Linked DNA regions of Pan troglodytes: regions 2 and 3 are each linked to region 1. Evidence: chromatin contacts called from public Hi-C and HiChIP or PLAC-seq data. All regions are on one chromosome and are shown on one strand. Each heading gives the region's core, a stretch centred on a gene start, on an enhancer-like site or on the middle of the called end of the contact. The rest is flanking DNA. Distances are from core to core; before and after follow the strand shown.

Region 1 (2,911 bases), core at 211-2,710:
ATAGGCATAGAGAAAAACTCTCGAAGCAGTGAACCAAATTGTAAACAGTGTTTATCTTTGAAGGCCAGGATGAAGTGGCCTACCATTTTCTTGAACTCCTGAGCTCAAAAGATCCACCCGCCTCGGCCTCCCAAAGTGTGGGATCACAGGCGTGTGCCACCGCGCCCGACCATTTTCTAAATAATTTTATTAACATCTAAAGATGTTTGCAACAAGCATGCAATTTAACCAGAAGAAAACATAAGCTGAATGATCAACTGCTTCTATAGCCCTGTGGGTCCTGGGCTCCCAAGGGGAAGAGTTGGGTACTGAGGAATACAATTTTCCCACTTGGTATTCTAAAAAAAAAAAAAAAAAAAAAAAGTTATTTTAGAACAAAGACCTAGAACGCTCACCATCGAAATAAATTTGAGCAATCGTGTTCTACTCTCTTAAGTACAGTAGACACGCAACAAGTAAACATCGAGTGCGAAGTATCAAATCCGTACCAAAGCCAGAAATCTACAAAAAAAATAAATAAAACCGCGTGAGCCGAGATGCTTAAAGGGCAGACGCCCACCATCTGCGGGGACCCGCGGCAGGAGGTTAGCGGAGGGCGCGGGGAGGACGTACCTTGGATGAAGAGCCTGGCAGGGAGAGACTGCCGCAGTTCCGGCTCGGCTCCGCGCGGAGAGAGGGCCGCACGCCGCCGGGCTCGCGCCTCAGGCCCACGGTGGATCCTGCCCGCGGCGGCCAGGCGCCAACCGACGCTTACCTCCTCCGCGACGTTCTCTAACACACAAAACACTTCCGCAATTCAAATTTGAAGAGCCCGCCCTCCAGCCAGCCCGGGATTGGCACGCTCGGGAATTGCGCCACCGTGCGTCTCACAGGGACGCAAGAAAACTGCAGGCGGCCTCTGCACTCCGTGGACGGCAGTGTGTCCACAAAAAGTAGGCGACCCTAAGCTGTCACAGGCAGGGGGCGAGCTCCTCTAGTTGTCTTCAAAGTTCGTTTCGTCTTCGTAGGGCACGCGCCCACCCTGAATCCCGCCTTTCCTCTCGTGAAGCTCTGCCGGGACAAGGCTTACGTGGGACGACGTGGGACGCCGTGGGCCGCGAGCGCGCCCCGGCGCTACTGCGGCTAAGTTTGGCCTTTCCTGGCTGCCGTCCTCCCCTACAGGCTGTGCGCCGTAGCGGCTGTTATCCTTCTTTTCCGTCTCAGGAAAACAGCGTGCTCGGTGGGTTTGAGAGAACTTCTGTTTTTCTCTCCTCCATGTTTGAGGCGGAGAAAGAACATTTTGTTCTTGAGGTGATGATGGATTGAATGTAAAGTTACGCACAAAGTGGGATGTTTAGTTGGAACTGTTCCCTCAGGAAATACGATTTTTTGGGCGTGGGGGACAGGGTCTCGCTCTGTCGCCTAGGTCTGAGTGCAGTGGCGCAATAACGGCTCACTGCAGTCTGGAACTCCAAGGGATCTTCCCACCTCAGCCTCCGAGTAGCTGGAACTACAGGCGCGCGCGACCATGCTTGGCTTATTTTTATTTTGTTGAGAGGAGGTCTCACCATGTTGCCCAGCCTAGTCTGGAACTCCTGGGTTCAAGCGATCCTCCATCTCGGCCTCCCAAAGTGCCAGGATTACAGGCAACCGCACCGAGCCAGGAAGTGATTAATTTTTTATAAGTCACCTCACATTCTAGAAACATTAATCTCGACAACTCTAGGTTGCTGTAAGCAGCTTGTGACAGTGGCCCCCAGACTGCGTCCCGCTTTAGACTGCACCCAGTGAATCTCCACTCTAACCACCGCGGAGTGACCGGGTGTATTCTTCGCCTTGTATAGGGCACATTGGTTCAGTCTTGAAAGTAGAGAAGGGGAAGCCAGGGTAGTAAGGTGTGTTCTCAGCCCTGAACCCTGTCCAACTCCAGTCCTGCATGAAGTCTGTCCTCTTCCCCCCATCCGCATTTGTGACAACAGAGCTTCTTTTTATTTTATACTTCCATCTAAGAAAATTAGTCAACTTCTAGTCACATACCACATTTCCCCATTAAGAGGCTTTACTGAAAAGGTGATAATTTTTTTTAAAGTGACTTTTGCAGTCCCTTCTAAATCCTGCATGTACTAAATTTTGTACACACTGAATAATCAAAATCCAAAATATAAATTTAAAACATCCACGTGAATGCAAATAAGGAAAAACAGTTGGAGGTAGGGGGAAAGGAAGCAAACTTACCTGGATAAAATGAAGTTTGTTTCTTGTACACCATAATGAGAAAATGGTTGGACATGGATTTGCACTAGTTTTTTGGGAAAAACCCGCCTTAAAACAGGTTAAATGGCATGTATGAAATATACTTTCATAGAGGAAGTTTGAAGGGATGGTCATTCAGATTTTAAAGCACCTGAAATTGAGGTATAGGACGTTTCTGTGGCCTGATGAAGATGGCCGTGGCTCACACATTTAGACAAAATAGGAACCCTGAAGTATTAACAGCAGGCACTCAGAAATGCACACTTTTTTTAAATTAGCCACTTCTCATGCAAGAAGGAAGTAGTATGTAGTATGTCCCAACGTGAATGGCCACAGGAATTTACATAAGATGACTAGTAATTTTCCAAGCAAAATTGGATTAAACAGTTTGTGGATAAGAAAGTGTGATGAGAAGGCCTAGAGGCCAAGGGACAGTACCTCTGTCCCTTAAATGGCAACATGCTGTAACCGCCCAAGGGGTTCAGCTTGCGTGCTGCCTGGACAGAGCTGATTGATCAAGACAAGTAAATTGCAATGGAGAAAGAGTAATTGACGCAGAGCCGGCTGTGCAGGAGACTAGTGTTTTATTATTACTCAAATCAGTCTTCCCTGAGCTTTTGGGGATCAGAGTTTTTGAGAATAATTTGGTGCGGGGAACCCAGTGAACTAGAGTGCTGAT
Region 2 (2,911 bases), core at 295-2,794, 350 kb before region 1:
CCCGCTGTCCTGGCTCCGTGGGTCCAGTGAGATTGGGCCTGGGCGCTGGAGCTGCTGTGGCTCCCGCCGCGGCGGCTGCCATGGAGACCATGCCAGAGCCCAGAACTCATGCCGGGGGAGGCCGAGACAGCCGGCGGTACTCATAGATGAGGCGGCGGCGGCGGCGGCGGCAGCCCGGGCTCTCCATGAGCAGGCGGCGGCGGCGACGGGTGCGGCGGCACCGGCGGTTTTCGGTCCCCAGGGAGGTACGAGGAGTTTGCTTCCTGGTGGACGGAGACTGGCCGGTGTGGGAACGCCTTCCGCGGCCCGGCCCTCCAGCCTATTTGTCCCCAGTCCTGAGCACTCGGCGGGGCACTGCCCGGGCAGAGGCGGGGGCGCCCAGCCGACTCGCGGGCCCCTAACTCGGGGACCCGCCCGCCTCGGTGCCAGGCCTCCCGGGCGCGGCTGCCCAAGGCCAGGGTGGGCGTGGCCGGAGCGTGGGGGCTCCCCGGGGGCGCACGCCTAGCGTCCGCCTTGTCCCTGTCCCGAAGCCCTGCGCTGCTGGGAGCGGTAGCGCGTGGCTGTTCAGGCGTATTTCAGGCGCTGATTTGAGAGGGGACTTTTAGAATCCCTGAGTCCTTAGGGAGTCTGGCGTTCAATGCCTTGGGCATGTGGTGGGGTCCTCACGGCTAGCTTGGGGTACCAATTTCCTCCCTTGGAAGTCACCACGAAAGAAAGATGTTTTGTCAAAGAAATAGAGGTCAGGAGAGTTTTCCAGGTTTATTCAAATTGGAGGGCCCGTAGAGCCTGGAGAATAAAGCCAGCGGAATACATCCTCCAGTCCTTCTAATTACAGTTCCTAGCTAAACAGCTAAGACAATTTTAAGTAAAGCTCTTCACAGCTATCTTTCCATCATTTTTCCCCACCCCCCATTTTTATTGCAATTTACTTTGGAACAAATCACCAAATTCATGATGAAACTAGTATCCTCTAGTTCTTCCAAACCTTCGCTCCTCCCGTTTTTCCCAGAGAAAGACTAAAGTTTCATGCCACATATGTCATTATAGTTTAATTCTCTTAGAGTGTAAGGGTAGTTACACTTCATTTGGTCATGTCTGAAGACAATTTGAAGAAAATATCCTAGAGACTTATGCTTCCTTCCCAATGCACTATTTTAGGAATCTGAACTCAGGCTCTTTAAGCAATCTTAAACCTTGCTACAAAGTTCTTTAAAATTCAACGGAAATAAATCAAACCATAAAGTTATTTTCGTTTTTAAAGTATTTGAATGCATAACTGTTTTTTAAAATCTTTGTAAACAAAACGTGTCAGTTTCTATTACGAAGAAACTGAGTTTGTGTTTTCCTAGGCTGCAGATTTGCCACACCCTCTTCTTCGTAAGTGGATGACTAGAATCAATGTGTTGGCCAACTAGATATAAACATCCACTCTTCATACTAAATATAGTTACTGGATATTTTAGAGTCCACAGTATCTTGCTTCACACTGAAAACACTGTGTTCATGTGTGTTTAATATATTGCAGAAGTGAATTTTTACTCGCATTGCAGAATGTTTTGGACTTAGTTTCTTACACAAATAAAACACGTAGGACTGCAGCTTTATTAAGTGTTGAGTTCATGTTGTGTTTGGGAGGATGCAGCACTTGGAAAAGATGGTCAAAATAAGACACTGATCTCAGTCACTCATTTCTCTGTTTCTGCTCCTCAGATGCCTCCCTTTTTTCATAACAATACTTCTCCATAAAAGTAACCTCGGAAAACAATATGATGTTGTTAGTTTATTTGCTTGTCCCAAGTAAAGTGAAGGAGTTTTTTCAATACAATTGTAAAAAGAACTCATTCTTTCAAAAGTATGTGCGCTATATAACATACATATAACACAACATATTTATTAAAATACTTACTGTGGCTTTAAAATCAAAGTGCCTAGTGGTCCTCAAGGTTGGGAAGAGTGCCAGTTTGAAAAGGGAGGATGCTTTGCTTCATTCTGAAAACACGCATAGGGAATAATCAGGATATTTATCAAGTTCTGAATCAGATCTTCATAGTATAGCCTCTGTAGTTAAAAATTATAGTATATCTAAATTGCACAATAGCACAATTCTCAGTTGCAAATAAAAATCCCAAAGTGATTAGCAATATTAGCTATGCTACTATTCACTTAAGATTGATTTTCATGATTACTACTCATGCTGTCTTTCAAAGCTAAATGTCAGAATTAGTCTTAGTCTATATAGCAACAGGAGTTTTTTTTTACATAGTTTTTCTATACAACAAATAAAATATGTAGTATAGTTAATATAAAGATTATGTAATGGCTATTATTCTGTACCCCCAATTAAGGATCCCATTATATTAGTTTCTTAAGTGGAATCACCCATATTAACAAGAAAATGAAGCAAGCACAGCCTGTATTTTGGAAAGATGAGGAGGTTTACATTAGGAATATGCCTAACCAAAGTTAGTTTATGTTTTTAATAGCTTTATTTTCATTTAGGATTTTTTTTTTTTTGAGATGGAGTTTCACTCGTTGCCCAGGCGGGAATGAGATGGCGTGATCTCGGCTCACCGCAACCTCCGCCTCCCAGGTTCAAGCGATTCTCCTGCCTCAGCCTCCCGAGTAGCTGGGATTACAGGCATGCGCCACCATGCCCAGCTAATTTTGTATTTTTAATAGAGGGTTTTCTCCATGCTGGTCAGGCTGGTCTCCAACGCCTGACCTCAGGTGATCGCCCGCCTCAGCCTCCCAAAGTGCTGGGATTACAGGCGTGAGCCACCGCGCCCAGCCTCAGGATTTTTTTTATTACAGGGTTTCCCTCTGTCACAGATAAAATCTGCAATGTAATTAATATAAAGCCTGTCAAATGGCCATCTGTACCTCAAAAAAAGACTGCAGCTTCTTAAATGGT
Region 3 (2,911 bases), core at 265-2,764, 290 kb before region 1:
GTGAGAACCAGACACTTTCTCATTGACAACTGCTACAATCATTTCTTGTTTTTCACCTCCCTGTCTTTAACCTGTCCCTAAAATGAAACATGCTAGCTAAACCTAATTTAGGCAGATTCATTTAAACACGAAAATGGCTCATTAAAACCAAAGTAACAGCCTAGAATTTAAACCAAAACATAGGATGTATATTTACACAGCCTCATTTACATTAATAGTCTATTCCCCACCCCCACCCCCCAAAAACAAAACAAAACAAAACTGATATTCAAATCGTACTTTAAGGCAAAAATCCAGAAATTATTTTTGCACTTGCATCAGCTGGGAGCATTATTTATAAAGCTGTTTGGCATATGTGACTCATTTATTCCAAGACTTTAAAAAGTATTTAAGAGAAATCCCACCTGGTACAGAGCAGGGTAGGAATACTTGCATTTGAAGTGCATAAATTTGGGTCTTCAAATGATAACTTAGACTTTTCGCACGAGTCATTCAAAAGTAATTGTATTATTCCTTCAAAAAAAAAAAATCTCTCTTCCACACTCCAAAGCATTCAGGCTCACACTAGACACTCCAGCTCTTCCACTGTGTCCGTTTAAGTATCACTTATGAGAAGGAGAAAATGCACACAAAATTCTCAGTTCGCCTAAAATAAATAAATGTCTACTATCATTCCTAAATCCACAAGGCAGAATTCTCTTAGAACCATGATGCCAAAAAGAACTTCCACCGCAAGTGAAATTGTCTTCGCAATCTCTGTCTCTAGGAGACTGAAAAGCTGCAGAGACGCTTGAGGATCCTGCAGGGAGGCTAGGGCGGCAGACCGAGGGGGCGGAGGTTAGGGGAGAGTCCCACAGAGGAACTGCATTAGAAGGAAAGATTTTGATAACGTCTAAGGGAGAGGCGGTTAGCTACAGGGGAAAAAAAACAGACCTATTTCCATATTATGTACGTTGTAAAGAAAACGCAAAGTGATGAGGGTAAGGAAACGTTGCCAAAAGCAAACAAACAAAAACAAAAAAAATTTAACCCTCTGCGGCCGGAGGGTTAAGAGAAGTCGACAAAAGGAGAAGGGGGAGGCGAATAAAGGCCCCAAAGACCAGGAATTGAAAAAAAAATACCCGATTTGTGAGCTTGGCCGTGGTCCAGATCTTCTGTCCTGATAAGCAGATGGCAAGAGGAAAGGATCGCAGTTACTCAGGGTGGTAGAGAGTAACGCGTTTACAAGGGTGACGAGCCCTGCACAAGAAGATGTCGCCTCTCTTTCCACCTGCTCCGCTCAGTCCTTTGCCTCTTACTCTAGCACCAGTGGCATTCGGGCAAAACACTGCCAAAGCCTGCACCGCTGGAGGACAGCAAAAGGAAAATACCTGAGTCCCAGTAATCACACGGGCAGCGACAGGAGGAGGATCCGCGGACAACTGGAGCCTGGGCTGGATCCTCACTAGCTCCGGTCAAACCCTAACTCTTACGGGTGGGGCGGGCAACTTCCGCCCAGAGCAAAGAAAGCGTCACATCCGTCAAATGTCTTCACCCCTCCTCCCTTCTCCGCTGTAGCTACGTTTACAACGTTCTGACTTCCTCTTCCAGGAGACTTTGGCCTAGTCTCAACACCTGACGTGGACTACATAACCCAGCATTCATCACGGCAAGTGGATTTCCGGGTCAAGAGGTCCGCGCTGGGTACATCACCATGGAAGCAATCGGTTTGGTCACGTGGTGCCCTTGGTTACGCCCGGTGGCAGCTGTGGGGTCTAGGGCTCAGACGGGGGCCATTTTGCCAGAGGCTGCCTCCCGGAGTTGGGGGCGGCCTGGCGGCAGGCTGAAGCTGTTCTTTTGCCTCTTCTGCAGCTTGGGGCTTGGAGAGGATCTGGAAGTCTGGGCTCCATCGAGCCCTTTGGAGACAGCAATGGTTTCTTCCAACCACCACCACCTGACAACCCTGCATGGCGGCTGCCCCCTCCGCGCTGCTTCTGCTGCCGCCCTTTCCAGTCCTCTCTACCTATCGGCTCCAGAGCCGCAGTCGTCCTTCCGCCCCAGAGACTGATGATAGTCGAGTTGGGGGCATTATGAGAGGAGAGAAAAACTACTACTTCCGTGGAGCTGCGGGGGACCACGGTTCCTGCCCCACTACAACTTCGCCTCTGGCCTCGGCCCTCTTGATGCCCTCGGAGGCAGTCTCAAGCAGCTGGTCTGAGTCTGGAGGCGGTTTGTCAGGGGGAGATGAAGAGGACACTCGGCTCCTTCAACTCCTCCGCACTGCCCCGGATCCTTCTGAGGCCTTTCAGGCTTTGCAAGCTGCTTTGCCGCGGCGGGGCGGTCGACTTGGCTTCCCCCGACGCAAGGAAGCTTTGTATCGGGCACTGGGCCGAGTGCTTGTGGAAGGAGGTAGTGATGAGAAGCGGCTTTGCTTGCAACTTCTCTCGGACGTTCTCCGGGGTCAGGGGGAGGCAGGCCAGCTTGAAGAGGCCTTTAGCTTAGCACTTTTGCCTCAACTAGTTGTCTCGTTACGGGAAGAGAATCCAGCCCTGCGGAAAGATGCGCTGCAGATCCTTCATATATGTCTGAAACGTAGTTCTGGAGAGGTGCTGAGAACGCTTATACAACAAGGACTGGAAAGTACCGATGCCCGACTTAGAGCTTCCACAGCACTACTGCTTCCCATCTTGCTTACTACTGAGGACTTGTTGCTTGGTCTGGATCTCACCGAGGTGATAATATCCCTAGCCCGAAAGCTTGGTGATCAGGAGACAGAAGAAGAATCTGAGACAGCTTTCTCCGCACTTCAACAAATTGGGGAGCGACTTGGCCAAGACAGGTTTCAATCTTATATTTCTCGTCTGCCCTCTGCCCTGAGGAGACACTACAATCACCGCCTGGAGTCCCAGTTTGGAAGTCAGGTTCCTTATTA

The links. Hi-C and Micro-C count contacts between places; a contact is called where the count stands out from the background. HiChIP or PLAC-seq counts read pairs in DNA pulled down with a chosen protein or histone mark.
Region 2: a contact with region 1 is called in an H3K4me3 HiChIP or PLAC-seq map of stem cell-derived excitatory neurons, with 7 times the contacts expected there. The contact joins the promoter of LOC129136927 here to the promoter of MIS18BP1 in region 1. A contact is called at or near these places in 3 of 7 Hi-C or Micro-C datasets (blood, induced pluripotent stem cells and stem cell-derived neural progenitor cells) and 1 of 1 datasets of contacts at active chromatin or transcription factors (stem cell-derived excitatory neurons).
Region 3: a contact with region 1 is called in a Hi-C map of stem cell-derived neural progenitor cells, with 2.3 times the contacts expected there. The contact joins the promoter of TOGARAM1 here to the promoter of MIS18BP1 in region 1. A contact is called at or near these places in 1 of 7 Hi-C or Micro-C datasets (stem cell-derived neural progenitor cells) and 1 of 1 datasets of contacts at active chromatin or transcription factors (stem cell-derived excitatory neurons).

Annotation. Positions count from the first base shown.
Region 1 is chr15:43,330,081-43,332,991 of NHGRI_mPanTro3-v2.0_pri, forward strand. It overlaps MIS18BP1 (MIS18 binding protein 1), which reads right to left and starts at 1,461. Exons shown (of 17, transcript XM_522841.7): 1 at 613-1,461.
Region 2 is chr15:42,976,777-42,979,687 of NHGRI_mPanTro3-v2.0_pri, forward strand. It overlaps LOC129136927 (atherin-like), which reads right to left and starts at 1,545. Exons shown (of 3, transcript XM_063793950.1): 1 at 1,540-1,545; 2 at 1-501. The coding sequence starts at 1,545. C14H14orf28 (chromosome 14 C14orf28 homolog) reads left to right here. Exons shown (of 5, transcript XM_001149836.6): 1 at 1-245. LOC104002024 (a long non-coding RNA gene) reads right to left here. Exons shown (of 5, transcript XR_010150933.1): 3 at 1,907-1,989.
Region 3 is chr15:43,039,824-43,042,734 of NHGRI_mPanTro3-v2.0_pri, forward strand. It overlaps TOGARAM1 (TOG array regulator of axonemal microtubules 1), which reads left to right and starts at 1,515. Exons shown (of 21, transcript XR_010150936.1): 1 at 1,515-2,911. It overlaps KLHL28 (kelch like family member 28), which reads right to left and starts at 1,492. Exons shown (of 5, transcript XM_016926034.4): 1 at 1,122-1,492.